2 separate regions of the Ovis aries genome follow, and region 2 is linked to region 1. Evidence: chromatin contacts called from public Hi-C data. All regions are on one chromosome and are shown on one strand. The core of a region is the stretch at or near the end of the contact, and the rest is flanking DNA. Distances in the headings are between cores, read along the strand shown. Region 1 holds the start of WBP1L (WW domain binding protein 1 like). Region 2 overlaps NT5C2 (5'-nucleotidase, cytosolic II).

Region 1 (7,281 bases), core at 1,416-3,915:
ATTTTTTGGTTTTTTTTTTTTTGGATGATCATTCTGACTGGTGTGAGGGAATACCTCATTGTAGTTTTGATTTGCATTTCTCTAACAATTAGTGATGTCAGGCATCTTTTTGTGTGCTTTTTGGCCACCCATGATATCTGACTTTTTTGTGGAGGACTTAAAACTCCTTGAGGCCGGGATTGAGACTCTGTGCTAAGAGAATAATATGGCCCCTGCCTGTTATTCGATCTTTTCTTCTCCTCTAGGGAGTTTGATTGTGGAATGGATGCATTTCTAAGAAATTTAAGATTGGCAAAAATACTTGTCACTCTTTGCAGCACTTGGGAAAGTAGGATCAACATAGAGACGGAACCAATTTCTTCACTTACTTGTTTCCTGCTTTGCCGCCATTTAAGCCAAGAACAAACTCCCTTGGGCTCAGCTGTGGGCTAGACGCAGCCAGGCTCTAAAATGCTTTGGCAGGCTTTTGAGAGGAAATTGTCAGCTAAAGGAAGCTGGCTTGTCTGCTGTGAGTCTTCATTTGTTTATTTTCCCAATATTGATTGAGCTCATGGTTGGGCCCTGTACGTGGTTATAGAGATTTCTTTTGAAAAAAAGGAAAATGAGTAAGACATGGTATGGCCATACAAAAAGCTATAAATTTAGTGGGATGGGTCAGGCAGGTAGAAACTGTAGATACACTGTGTGGGGTTTTGTAAATTCAGAAGAAACAAGAGGGCGGGAACTGGGAATTTATAAAGGGGAAACTGTATGTGTATTTGGGCTTCCCTGGTGGCTCAGATAGTAAAGAATGAGCCCACAACACAGGAGACCTGGCTTCCATCCCTGAGTTGGGAAGATGCCCTGGAGGAAGGCATGGCAACCCAGTCCAGTATTCTTGCCTGGAGAATCCTCATGGACAAAGGAGCCTGGGGGGCTATAGTCCATGGGGTCCCAAAGAGGGGGACACCACTGAGCTAATAAGCACAGCAAGTGAAAGTGGAGAGTGAAAAAGTTGGCTTAAAGCTCAACATTCAGAAAACGAAGATCATGGCATCCGGTCCCATCACTTCATGGGAAATAGATGGGGAAACAGTGGACACAGTGTCAGACTTTGTTTTTTTGGGCTCCAAAATCACTTCAGATGGTGACTGCAGCCATGAAATTAAAAGACGCTTACTCCTTGGAAGAAAAGTTATGACCAACCTAGAGAGCATATTCAAAAGCAGAGACATGACTTTGCCGACTAAGGTCCGTCTAGTCAAGGCTATGGTTTTTCCAGTAGTCAGGTATGGATGTGAGAGTTGGACTGTGAAGAAGGCTGAGTGCCGAAGAATTGATGCTTTTGAACTGTGGTGTTGGAGAAGACTCTTGAGGGTCCCTTGGACTGCAAGGAGATCCAACCAGTCCATTCTGAAGGAGATCAGCCCTGGGATTTCTTTGGAAGGAATGATGCTAAAGCTGAAACTCCAATACTTTGGCCACCTCATGCGAAGAGTTGACTCATTGGAAAAGACTGATGCTGGGAGGGATTGGGGTCAGGAGGAGAAGGGTCCGACAGAGGATGAGATGGCTGGATGGCATCCCTGACTCGATGGACGTGAGTCTGAGTGAACTCTGGGAGTTGGTGATGGACAGGGAGGCCTGGCATGCTGCGATTCATGGGGTCGCAAAGAGTTGGACACAACTGAGCAACTGAACTGAATGTGCAAATGAAGTTAAGTGTATTGTCTAGCACAGTACGCTGAGGATCTCTTAACTGTGGGGAGTGAGCAGAGCGTGCAGAAAACGCAATGGCAGTAGGTGAGATAAAGAAGTATGCAGGGGCCAGGACACAGAAAGGACCATACTGGTAAGTTTGGATGATAAATTCTGTAGGTAGTTGAAATATTTTGAGAGGGGAAGCCCTGAGACAATGGCTTTTAGGTAGTAGAGCACCCGTGTTCTGACCTGTGAAAGATATTCAAAAAGGAAGAATTAGCAACTGGCTGGGCAGCAGGAAGCCTGTCTGTATTTAGCCAGAAAATGAGAAAACAGGTTGAAACACTGGAGCTATTTCTGAGGTAGAGTCAATAGAATTTCCTCCCTTGAGAACTTGGGTTGACAAAGCACTGTGCCTTAGGTAAAGATACTATCTGACATGGAATTCAAATTGACCCAAGCTGCTGCTTGAGCAATTTGAGACCAAGAGAGAGACCGACCCTGGTACTGGGGCTGTGCTTAAAGACAAAAGACATCAAGACATTTTTAGATTACAGCAGCCTTCTTCGAGAGCACCCGGTTACTTTCTAAAAGTAACTTATTTTCCAACACCCTTTAGAATTACCAAACCTCTTCTCTTTGCTAAACCGTGGAAACCTAGTACTTCCGCCACACTCAAGATGGTAAACACCAGACTTAGACTTTTCAACCCACGTTTTGGACGGTCCCGCCCCCCGTCGGAGGTACTTCCGCCACGCTCTGCGGAGCGGACGTATTTATACCGCCTCCCAGCCCCCAAGATGGCCCAGCTTCCTCCTACTTTCCATTGGCTGAATTTCTCCGATTTTCCGTCTTCATAAGGAGGCGGAACTTCGACTTGATCGACAGCTTTTTTAACCAATGGGCGAAGGGCAAGGGCCAATGACGCGTAGGAACTGGAGAACCACCCCAGTTGTCTGGGAGGGCGTTTGGGCTGGGGCGGGGTGAAGCGGAGCCGGAAACGGGAGGGGAGAGTGAAATAGGAAAAGAAGGGAAGAAGGAAGACCAGGGAAGAGGAGGAGAGGGAGGAGGAGGGAGGTGGCGGCGCCGTGGCGGAGGAGCAGGAGCAGGAGGGGGATGGCGAGGAGAAGGCTCCTGGGTGGCATGGCGCTCCTGCTCCTCCAGGCGCTGCCCGGCCCCCTGTCAGTCAGGGCTGAACCCCCGCAGGTAAGGGGGAGGGTCGTGTTGCGGCCTGAGGGGCCAGGCTGGGGGCCTCGGGGTCGTCGAGGCGTGGCTGGAGAGGGCCTGAAGGAACATTGTCACCAAGAGTTGCAGGCTCCTGAGTCGGTCACCCATGCTTGAGTGGACAGGGTCTGAGGGGGCGTCGGTGTTTAGCCGAGGAGCACCTGTGACGGTTTTGGTATCGGGGAGGCGGCAGAGGCATGCTGCCAAGTGAGTTGAGGGGCGTTTGAGGCGGCAGTTCAGTCAGGTGTGCCGGGAATGATTGTGAATGGATAGTAGTATCCAGCGGGGCGTGTGTGGGGTGCGCATTCGTGTCCTCCAGTGGAGCAGGTCTGTGAGGCAGCGGTGCCGCGTGTCCGTCCGTGCGGGTAGGGGTCCGTGGGTTATTGAGCTGGCCTGAGAGGGGCTGAGAGGATATCTATTTCCAGCTGGATCGGGGTATGTTCTAGGGGCCTCTTACCCCATTTTAAGTGGTGTTGGAGGCGGGACTCTGGGAAGGCAGGTGGGATGAAGTAGCCTGGGACCCCTCAGCAGCAGCGCACACCTGAGCTGTAACAAGGTCTTACTATTAGGTTAACTGGACTGGGGAAGCCAGTGACTGATGCTGTCCTCGGCCAGCTCAGAGTTTTGAGCAAAGGGTGGTGCTGATGCCAATATGGTCAACAAATGGAGCACCCTAGATTTTCTTGCTAGGTGGCTTGTGCAGATTTCAGCCGCTGCTGGCATTTCGAAACTCTTAATGGGAGCGTTACTCTTGGTGCCAAGTTGGGTGGGGTGCAGTGGGGGGAATCACCCTCCTTCCCTTCTTTGCATTTGGCAAGGCTTTACCGTTCTGTTTTCTCTGTCTCTTCAGAAAGGCCTACAAACACAGAGCAAGATGACAGAATCTATATAGTATAGCTTAGCACTTGAACTTGGTGTGGTCAAGAGTAGAAGCAGAATGCCAGCAAAAATGCTTATCATTTTTCCTAGGAATTTATGAGCATCCTGTTATGCCCATTAGTATCCTCTATTTAAAACATTAATTTTTTTTTAAGTGAGGTAAAATTTATATAACATAAATCGTTTAAAACCATTTGACCATTTTAAGATGAACAATTCAGTGGTATTTAGTATATTCACAGTGTTAAGCAACCACTGCCTCGATCTAGTTCCAGAGTATTTTCATCACCTGGGAAGAAAACCCTCTATCATTAAGCAGTTCCTCCCTGTTTTGCCTCCCCGCAGCCCCTGGAAAACATCAGTCTATTTTGTGTATCTATACATTTATCTATTCAGGATATTCCATGTAAATGGAATCTTACAATATATGACCTTTTGTATCTGGTTTCTTTCCCTTAGCATAAAATTTTCAAGGATTATTCACATTGTAGCATGTATTTCTTTCCTTTTTTATGGGTGAATAATACTCCATTCTGTGGCTCTTCCAGAATTTGTTGTTTCATCTGTCTGTGGAAATATCATCTGCTCTTCTCAAAGACTATATTTTGTATATTAGAAATAACGTATGAAAGGAGGAGAGCTCATTTTCTGGCCCAGCACATTCCCTTTTCTTGGGCTGGGACTCTTCTGTTCTAGGCTTTGTTGGGGTTCTTTCTTTTCTCAGTTAAAATCATAAGCTGGCAGGAGAAATAAGTTTTCTTTATTAGAAAAGTTACTGCCCTTAGGGCTGGTCAAGAAATGTAGATATTGAGAGAGCAAAATATAGAACAAACTGTTGCTTTTCCTTTACACCTGCACTTAAATATCTCTAAAGACTGTTCCCAATAACCAGTAATTAGCATTACTAGGGGGTTGATTTAGGAACAGTGCAGGCTTTGGAGCTGGGTTCCCTGGGCCTGTGAACTGCATCTCCCTAGTGGAGAGCAGTGATTGGCATCTGGTGGGAACCAGATCCATTTCTTTAACCGGATGGAAAATGAAGGTTCCTTCCCAGGTCATGGAAGCCTAGGAGGTGGAGAGAAGACGTGGGAGGGATCCTCAGTGTAATGTCCTAGTTGCCATTTGTGGATCACAGGCTGTTTGCTTATCATCTCTCTGGCACTTCCGATACTTACTTGAGGGACAGGGCGGCTTTTGTACTTTGTTCCGTTTGGATGGATGCTAACACTGGACGGCAGCTACTAGGTTGTTACAGGTCCTGCAGAGAAGAGGAAATTTCTGAAATGAGTAGTCTATCCCCCTGACCCTTTCCCCCTAACACTCATGCCTTCATCTTATAGACTCTCTTTCTCAGTATCTATGGTGAGAATTGTTTTGTGAATTTTAACCTTTGAAATGGAAGTTACTCTATAATAATTAACTCTGAATCCCCCACAATTTAGTCAATTTAGTTTTTGGTTTTTGTTGATTTTTTTTTTTTTTGGTTTACAGAAATAAGTGAAGAAAAAAAAATTAGAGACCACTTGGTATAGAATGTACTTCAGGTACTCGCTGTCCTTGTTTCAACAAGTAGCTTCTGGCTAGCTCTGAATTGAGGAGGACTCTCTGTACTCTTTCCGTATTGAAAGTGGTATGGGTACCTCATGGCATTTTTTTTCTCTTGACATGGCTTTATCAGATACAATCTTTTTAACTGAAGTCCATTCTAAAGGAGATCAGTCCTGGGTGTTCACTGGAAGGACTGATGCTAAAGCTGAAACTCCAATACTTTGGCCACCTCATGCGAAGAGTTGACTCATTGGAAAAAACTGATGCTGGGAGGGATTGGCGGCAGGAGGAGAAGGGGTCGACAGAGGATGAGATGGTTGGATGGCATCACCGACTGGATCGATGGACATGAGTTTGAGTGAACTCCGGGAGTTGGTGATGGACAGGGAGGCCTGGTGTGCTGCGATTCATGGGGTCGCAAAGAGTCGGACATGACTGAGCTGAACGTATTTACAATGTTGTGTTAGTTTCTGGTGTACAGCAAAGTGATTCAATTATGTATATATGTGTGTGTTCCCTGGTTGCTCAGACAGTAAAGAATCTGCCTGCAATGCAGGAGACCCAAGTCCCTGGATCAGGAAGATCCCTGGAGAAGGAAATGGCCACCCACTCCAGTATTCTTGCCTGGAGAATTCCATGGACAGAGGAGCCTGGTGGGCTACAGTTCATAGGATCGCAGAGAGTCAGACAAGACTGAGTGATTAACACACACACATATCTGTGTATAGAAACATGTGCATATATACACACATAAACGTGTATGTACATTTGTGTGTACACATGTGTATATACCTACATGTATATAAGCATATATGTATATACAGATAAATTGTTTTTCATAATACAATCTTTTTAAAAAAACTTGCATTTCATATCAGATAATATTTGGCAGCTTTCTTTCTCTGGTTCCAGCTCTGCACTGGAACAATTATTTCCTGCCATCCTGGCCCAGATAAGTTCATCAGTTTAAGTCCCTCTGTGATTAGGAACTTAGACTTAATTTTCCTGTAGATCCTTGCAATTCAGATGTGATTCTGTGAATCTATAAAGGATAAAAAAAGCCATGGAGTCTCCAAACAGAAAGGCCTTGACATTTGTCTTTTTCAGTTGAATTATGATGGAGATACAGAGTTTCTTTCTCTTGTTGGTTAGATTCAACTGGAAAAATCTGACTGTAGTATTTAAAGTTTTAGTAGAAATGTCTTTTTCCATAAAGTGATCCAACTGATGGATTGGGCACAAATCTGTAGAGATGTGGTCCTTACCTTCCCTCTGCCATGCTTCAGACTTTGAGTTGGACAGGGGCCCTAGCTCATGATTTGTTTTTTCCCACCACACCCCGCAATAATGTATCCCTTCCCCCCACCTTTATTTATCTCTGCTGCCCTAGTTCTCAGTACAGAAGCCCTGCTCCACTCTTCTTTCCTAACTACAGCATTATAGTGTGACCACACTCATTCCTTCTTGTAGAATAGTGAGTTATGAGACTTTCAAATTCTTATCCTGTTTCTTTCTCTTTCTTAGCCTATTTTATACACCAAAGTGAGCAGTTGTCTAAAATCAACACCATGAGTTGCTTATGTAAATCCTTTCAGTAGACTCCAGCAAACATTTACTGAAACGTTCGCTCTTTGCAGCAGGCTGTTATTCCTAGGCACTGCTGCTGCTGCCGCTAAGTCGCTTCAGTCGTGTCTGACTCTGTGCGACCCCATTGACTGCAGCCTACCAGGCTCCCCTGCCCATGGGATTTTCCAGGCAAGAGTACTGGAGTGGGGTGCTGCTCGGCACTGAGAACCCTCAAATGAGTAACCAGCGCCCTGTCCTCAAGGAGATGATAATCTTGTGAGAAAGACAGATAACAAACACTGATTTGTAATCTGGAGGGATCAGTGCTGTAATGGTTGTTCAGTTGCTCAGTCATATCCGACTCTGCGACCCCGTGGACTGCAG
Region 2 (7,281 bases), core at 1,422-3,921, 470 kb after region 1:
GCACAGATCACACCTGGGATTTCAATTGGCATCTGAAGGCGGTTGGGCAGTCTTGTGGGATTGAGCCCCTAACCTGTGGGATCTGATGCCATCGCTGGGTAGTTCATGTCAGAACTGAATTGAGTTTCAGGACACCCAGCTGGTATCCAAGGATGGTTTGGTAGTGTGGGGAAACCTCCACACATCAGAATTGGTCCCAAACCATAATTAGCTAATAACTAGAGGAAGGTAGCCCCAAAGGTGAGAGAAGCTTGACTGTTGGTGTGGGGAGGGAAACAGCCAGAGGAGGGACTGAAGACACAGTGCCAAGAGGTCAGGAGAGGGGAGTCCAGCGCTCAGGTGACAGACTGCCTTGGATGGGAGGAGCGGCACCTCCCTGCGGAAGGGGGAGAAGAACAGAGGCTATCTGTGGGCTGGAGCTTAGAAAAGGGATGAGGGAGTCATGACATCAGAGAGCAGGTGAACTGGGAGTGGGGGCAGTGAGTAAGACGAAGGCAAGGAGGGGTTCTGACCGGAGACCGGCATGTTGGCATTTCTGAGCTGGAGCAGTCATGACAAGGTCCAGGGTGTGCCGGGCTGAGGTGGCAGTTGTGGCGCCAGAGTTAAAAGGTCAAGAATTATGGCATGGGTGATCCTGAGGAAGAGAGATGAAGGGGAGAAAAAAGTCTGGTGGGTTCCATCCTCAGAGAGATCAGGGGAAAGCAGTTCCCTGGTTTAAGACAGAATCACATTTTGAGATTTTGAAAAATAATTCGAAGTCCTACACCTCTTGAGGCTAAACACCTCTTGCCAAAATGTAAATCTGTAGCTTCCTCAAGAGTAGACCAAATATTTAGATCCCGTAACAGCCCGAAACCGTGGATCAGGAAACTTGCACGATTAACCCCTGGCTCTGTCAGTTACCAAATGGGTTAAATCTACCTTTCTGAGTTAGACTGGGGCCTGCTCTCCATTCATTCATTCAGCAAACATGCCTTCTTTCTGCCAGGTCCCAGAAATTCAACAACAAATGATCTTTACGGAGCTCACAAACAAGCAGAGGAACCAATCCTGACAATGCGAAAATTCTAGGGCAGAGGTAGTAGGTTAGAAAGTGCAGTGTGGCTGTGTGAACACAAAGATAGGAACCCAGAAGGGGGAAGGAGCACAGAAGAGTTAACATGAGATGAATCTTAAAGAAGGAGCAGAGAGCACCAGTCTGGGAATTGCAAGAAGGGCATTCTTGGAAGAGGAACAACAAGTGAAAGGGCACCAAGGGCCCGCATAGTCATGAAAGATAACAATCTGGCTTGGTAGAACTGCAGTTCTTAAATGGTTGTCTGCGCAAGAGTTGGCCTCAAGTACTCCAGTCCCTGACAGCAATGGATTTGGTAGGGTAGGAATCTGCATTTTTATCATTTTTTATTTTTTCTAAATTTCAGCTCCCCATGACAATCCTTATTCTTTTATTCAAAAAAATAGTCGCTTATTTTAAAATTTTTTATTTAGTATTTATTTATCTTTGACTGCCTTGGGTCTTCATTGTTGCATGGGCATTCTCTAGTTGCAGCGAGCAGGGGCTCTAGCTCTCTAGCTGCAGTGAGCAGGCTTCTCACTGCAGTGGCTTCTTGCTGTGGAGCACAGGCTCTAAGGTGTGTGAGCTTCAGTAACTGTGGCACATGGACTCAACAGCTGTGGTTCCCAAGCTTAGTTGCCCCATGGCATGTGGGATCTTCCCAAAGCAGGGATCAAACTGTCCCCTGCACTGGCAGGTGGATTCTTAAATCAAACTGGACTACCGGGGAAGTCCTAGAACCTGCATTTTTTCAAACAAATGTCCTCTATGCTTCTGAGGACAGTTCACACTGCAGAACCCTGGGGGAGAACACAGGGTTGCTGGTGGGAAGGAGTGAAGGTTGGGATAAGGCAGAAATTTTGGTCAGGACCACAGTGCTAAGGATGGGGGCTCAGTCTATAAGCAGTGAGGCACCTTTTGGGAGTGCCCTGATGACCTCTGTCCTAGAAATCCTAGTCTAGAGGTGGTACTGGCAAGAGCCTGAAGAAAAGGAGGGTTGCTACATTCAAGCAAGACATGAAGTGTTTCTTCAAGGGAAAGTGTGTTATTTAGAGATCAAACTACAATGAGGACCTGATCCTACCACCTATTCACTAGCTGGGGGTGCAGCCAAAACACCCTTGGGCTCCTAGGAGACAAAATCTCTTCTGAGGGAACAAATAGTGACAGCCACGATGGCCCACAGAGTGCACACAAGCCTACGCAGAATCCAGGCTAGGGGGCCACTCTCTGCGGTTCTGAGGCCTGTGCTGAGTCATCTCTCACCGGAACAGGCTTCTCAGAGACCCTGGGATCTTGCTTCACATGCTGCTGCTTGGATTCCCCTTGGTTTCCAGGCCAAGGAAGGAGAAAGAATAAACACTAACCAAAGGTACCCAGCCCCAACCCCTTCCCCTTCTCTCTTCACTCCTCACCCTAGAAGTTGGGATAAACAACTGATTTCCCAGTTTCACAATCCTCTTGGCCGCTCCTGCAGAATAAGGGCAGAGGTAAACACCTCTTAGAATCAGTCCAAGGCTGGAAGGGACTGGATGTTAACCCGGGAGGGGCCTCAGGGAGGGGGCCAGTCTGGCTAACCTGAAGCCCTCATCACCACCCAGTTCTGGCTCCCCGGGAGGGGCTCTCACCACACCAGACTGCCTGGTAACTTCCTGGTCGACTGACACAAGGGTGACCTCGCACAAAACTACTCCCTTTCCTGGGCGTTGGCTTCCTCTGTAAAATGATGGAGTTGGACTCAAAGAAACTTATCCAGTTCTGCCATTCCTGGACTGATTGGGCTAAAGTGATTGGGGCCGAATATCCTCCTTGCAACGTGCCCAGGAGCTTCGCTGGTGGCTCAGATGGTAAGGAGTCTGCCTGCAATGCAGGAGACCCAGGTTCAAACGCTGGGTCAGGAAGATGCCCTGAAGAAGGAAATGGCAACCCACTATAGTATGCTTGCCTGGAGAATTCCATGGACAGAAAAGCCCAGCTAGCCCCAGTTCATTGGATTGCAGAGTCAGACACGACTGAGCACCTAACATTTCATCATTCAAGATGCTCAGGAGGGCCAGAAGCTATTTCAGGTACTCTGAAGACACAAAGATCCATTTATTTATTATTTTCTGAACACTCTCCTGTGTGCAAATAACCAGTCAATCCTAAAGGAAATCAGTCCTGAATATTCATTGGAAGGACTGATGCTGAAGCTGAAACTCCAATGTTTTGGCCACCTGATGCAAAGAACTGACTCACTGGAAAAGACCCTGATGCAGGGAAAGATTGAAGGCAGGAGGAGAAGACTAGAGAGGATGAGATAGTTGGATGGCATCACCAACTCAATGGGCATGAGTTTGAGCAAGCTCCAAGAGTCAGTGATGGACAGGGAAGCCTGGCGTGCTGCAGTCCATGGGGTCGCAAAGAGTCTGACACGACTGAGTGACTGAACTGAACTGAACTGCTATGTGCAAATAATAAGAACAGCCATTGTTTTCAAGTGCTGACTATGTACCAGCATTATGCTAAGCATTTTACACTTATTTGCCCATCACAACAGCCCAACAAAGTGGGAACTATAATTATGTTTCATAAATGAAAAAACTTGAGGCTCAGAGAGACTAAGTATCTTGTCTAAGAACATTCAGCTGGTAAAACAGCAGAACGCATATCAGCTCCAGGTCGGTGAGCTTCAAAGACCAGCGTCTTTCCATTCCATCACACTTTACAATGCTGGTCAACCAAGGATTAATTTGTTGTTGTTGCTGTCGTTTAGTTGCTAAGTCATGGACTCTTGTGACCCCATGGACTGAAGCGCACCAAGCTCCTCTGTCCATGGGATTTCCCAGTTAAGAATATTGGAGTGGGTTGCCATTTCCTTTCCCAAGGGAATATTCTCAACCCAGGGATCAAACCCATGTCTCCTGCATTGGCAGGTGGATTCTTTACCACTGAGCAACATGGGAAGCCCTAAGGATTAGTTAGATGCAGATCTTGGCCTATACTGAAGTGGATGCAGGGGAGAGAAAGAGGAAGGACAGATCAAGTGATTATTGAAATTATTTTATTTTATTTTCTGGCAGCACCTCAAGGCTTATGGAATCCTAGTTCCCCAACCAGAGATCAAACTCATGCCCTTGGCAATGAAAGCATGGAGTCCTAATCAGTGGACCACCAGGGAATTCCTGATTACTTACTAAATGAGAATAAGAATAGTACCTATGTCAACTGGTTGTTGTGAGAATTAAATGATTAATACATTCATAAGTGCTTTAAAAAGACAGCTACTAATATATACCATTTACTATTGTTATTAACAAATGTTTTATATATATAGATATATAGTAAATTGCCATTTTAAAATGTGGCAATGTATACACACCATAAAATTTACCCTTTTAACCATTTTTAAGTGAACAGTTCGGTGGCATTAAACACAAACATATTGTTGTGCAACCATCACCACTATCTATCTCCAGAACTTTTTCATCTTCTTCAACTGAAATTCTGCCATTGGTCTTTAAATAATTATTAATGCAAATCATTATGATGCTAAATATTTGCATGCTCCTATCCCCTTGACAAAATGCTATAGGCTGCAGAGGAGGGCACGGGGTTAGAGATCATAGCCCTGGGTTCAAATTCAGATTCCTTCACAGTCTATTTGAACTTTAAAATTCTCAACATCTGTTTCTCCATGAGGATGAGACTAATACACGGAGACCACACAAGGCTGTGATTAGTATTAAATGCGGTCACTGAGGAAAAAGCACATCACAACAGCCATACAAAGAGCTCCACCCCTTTGATTGGTGGATAGATTATTTTAAGTCCCCAGCTCAGCACCTGGCACAAAAAAGGAACTCAGAAATCTACACCAACCATAGCAGCTCAAAGCTGTTGGGCCACACTGACCCCTGGTGGTAGCCCAAACCTGTGCACCATGGCTGGCCTCCCAGGTACAGTTCAGTTCAGTTCAGTCACTCAGTAGTGTCCGACTCTTTGCAACCCCATGAATCGCAGCACGCCAGGCCTCCCTGTCCATCACCAACTCCCAGAGTTCACTCAGACTCACGGCCATCAAGTAAGTGATGACATCCAGCCATCTCATCCTCTGTCGTCCCCTTTTCCTCCTGCCCCCAATCTCTCCCAGCATCAGAGTCTTTCCCAATGAGTCAACTCTTCACATGAGGTGGCCAAAGTATTGGAGTTTCAGCTTTAGTATCATTCCTTCCAAAGAAATCCCAGGGTTGATCTCCTTCAGAATGGACTGGTTGGATCTCCTTGCAGTCCAAGGGACTCTCAAGAGTCTTCTCCAACACCACAGTTGAAAAGCATCCATTCTTCAGCGCTCAGCCTTCTTCACAGTCCAACTCTCACACCCATACATGACTACTGGAAAAACCATAGCCTTGACTAGACGGACCTTAGTCGGCAAAGTAATGTCTCTGCTTTTGAATATACTATCTAGGTTGGTCATAACTTTTCTTCCAAGGAGTAAGCGTCTTTTAATTTCATGGCTGCAATCACCATCTGCAGTGATTTTGGAGCCCAAAATAATAAAGTCTGACACTGTTTCCACTGTTTCCCCATCTATTTCCCATGAAGTGATGGGACCGGATTAAGGGCTAACCGGGAATGGCTCCTGGAGGAGGGCATGGCTACTCACTCCAGTATTCTTGCCTGTAGAATGCCGTGGCCAGAGGAACTTGGCAGGCTACAGCCCATAGGGCGGCACAGAGTTGAACACGACTGAAGCCACTTAGCACGCACAAACGGATAAGACCACGGGCCGGCTGGGAACAAGAGGGAAACCAAAAGTCACTGCTTGGAGGGGCTTTTCCTTCTCACTTGATTCTCTCATTGACCCAGGACGTTCTCCAAGCTCAACTCTATGTTCCAAACAGGCCACTCTCCTTTCTGTACTCTTGACTTTCTCTTACCACTTTTGCTCCTGTTGGAACACACCCCCAACACCACTTTGGGGACTCCATCAGAGACTCTGAATCTCCATCAGACCTGCTCGCATCCACCTCATTCAGAAGGCTGCCCTGGAGTGTTCCAGCCAGGGTCTCCTTCACTCCTTTTTTAACCTCTACAGCACTCACAGCCCGTACTTAACTATGTGCTGTGTGTATTTCTCTCCCAAGTTTGCTTCCTTGATATAATTTCCTTGTTTCCTTAAAGTTTCCCAGGGTCTACAGAGCAAGAACTGAAGTGACAGACAGGGCTCCTTAAAAGTCATACTTTTTGTTTTTGAAGTATAGTTGATTTACAGCATTAGTTTCAGGTATACAGTATAGTAATTCAAAATTTTTATAGATTATACTCCATTTAAGATTATAAAATATTGGCACTATATATATCCTTGTATGTTATTCATTTTATACATAGTAGTTTGTACCTCTTAAGCCCTTACCCCTATCTTGCCCCCACCTCCCCACAGATAACCGCTAGTTTTTCTCTATATTTGTGAGCCTGTTTTTGTTTTGTTACATTCGCTCATTTGTTTTATTTTTTAGATTTCACATAGAAGTTATAACATACAGTATTTGTTTTCCTCTGTCTGCCTTGTCTCATAACACTCTCCAGGTCCATCCATGCTCTTGTGAATGGCAAAATTTCATTCTTTTTATGACTGAGTAGTATTCCTGTGTGTGTGTGAGAGAGAGAGAGAGAGACATCTTTATCCATTCATCTGTTGGTGGACACTGAGGTTGCCTTGATGTCTTGGCTATTGTAAATGATGCTGCTGTGAATATTGGGGGGCATGTATCTTTTCAAGTGAGTGTTTTTCAGTTTGGGGAGATATATATATATATAAGATGTCACACACAAAGGAATACTACTTAGCTCTAAAAAAGAATGAAGGCCTATATATGTATATCTAGGGCTTCCCAGGTGGTTCAAGTGGTGAAGAATCCACTTGCCAATGCAGGAGACACAGGAGACATGGGTTCAATCCCTGGGTGGGACGATCCCCTGGAGGAGGTAATGGCAACCTACCGCCTACCCTAATATTTTTGCCTGGGAAATCCCATGATCAGAGGAGTCTGATGGGTTACAGTCCATGGGGTCACAGAATCAGGCACGACTGAGCACACGCTCTTCATATATATATATATGTTCACCCCAGGAGTGGTGTTGCTGGATCACTAGTAGTTCTATTTTTAGTGTTCTGAGAAAACTTTATACTGTTCTGCATAGTGGCTGCACCAATTTACACTCCCACCAAGTGTGCATGAGGG

Evidence for each region. A called contact is a pair of places that touch in the nucleus more often than the background predicts.
Region 2: a Hi-C map of liver shows a contact between it and region 1, with 2.5 times the contacts expected there. The contact joins the enhancer-like site here to the promoter of WBP1L in region 1. A contact is called at or near these places in 2 of 16 Hi-C or Micro-C datasets (liver and omental adipose tissue).

The regions. Positions count from the first base shown.
Region 1 is chr22:23,080,091-23,087,371 of ARS-UI_Ramb_v3.0, forward strand. It overlaps WBP1L (WW domain binding protein 1 like), which reads left to right and starts at 2,666. Exons shown (of 4, transcript XM_042238856.2): 1 at 2,666-7,281.
Region 2 is chr22:23,548,495-23,555,775 of ARS-UI_Ramb_v3.0, forward strand. The region is part of intron 1 of NT5C2 (5'-nucleotidase, cytosolic II); the gene reads right to left. Among named protein-coding and RNA genes, the nearest start is that of INA, 24 kb to the right of the region's middle. Within about 2 kb of position 2,672, at least 10 of the 54 cell types and tissues checked have an H3K27ac peak or open chromatin away from gene starts, as enhancers often do. A contact at or near this core is called in liver, where this site is marked.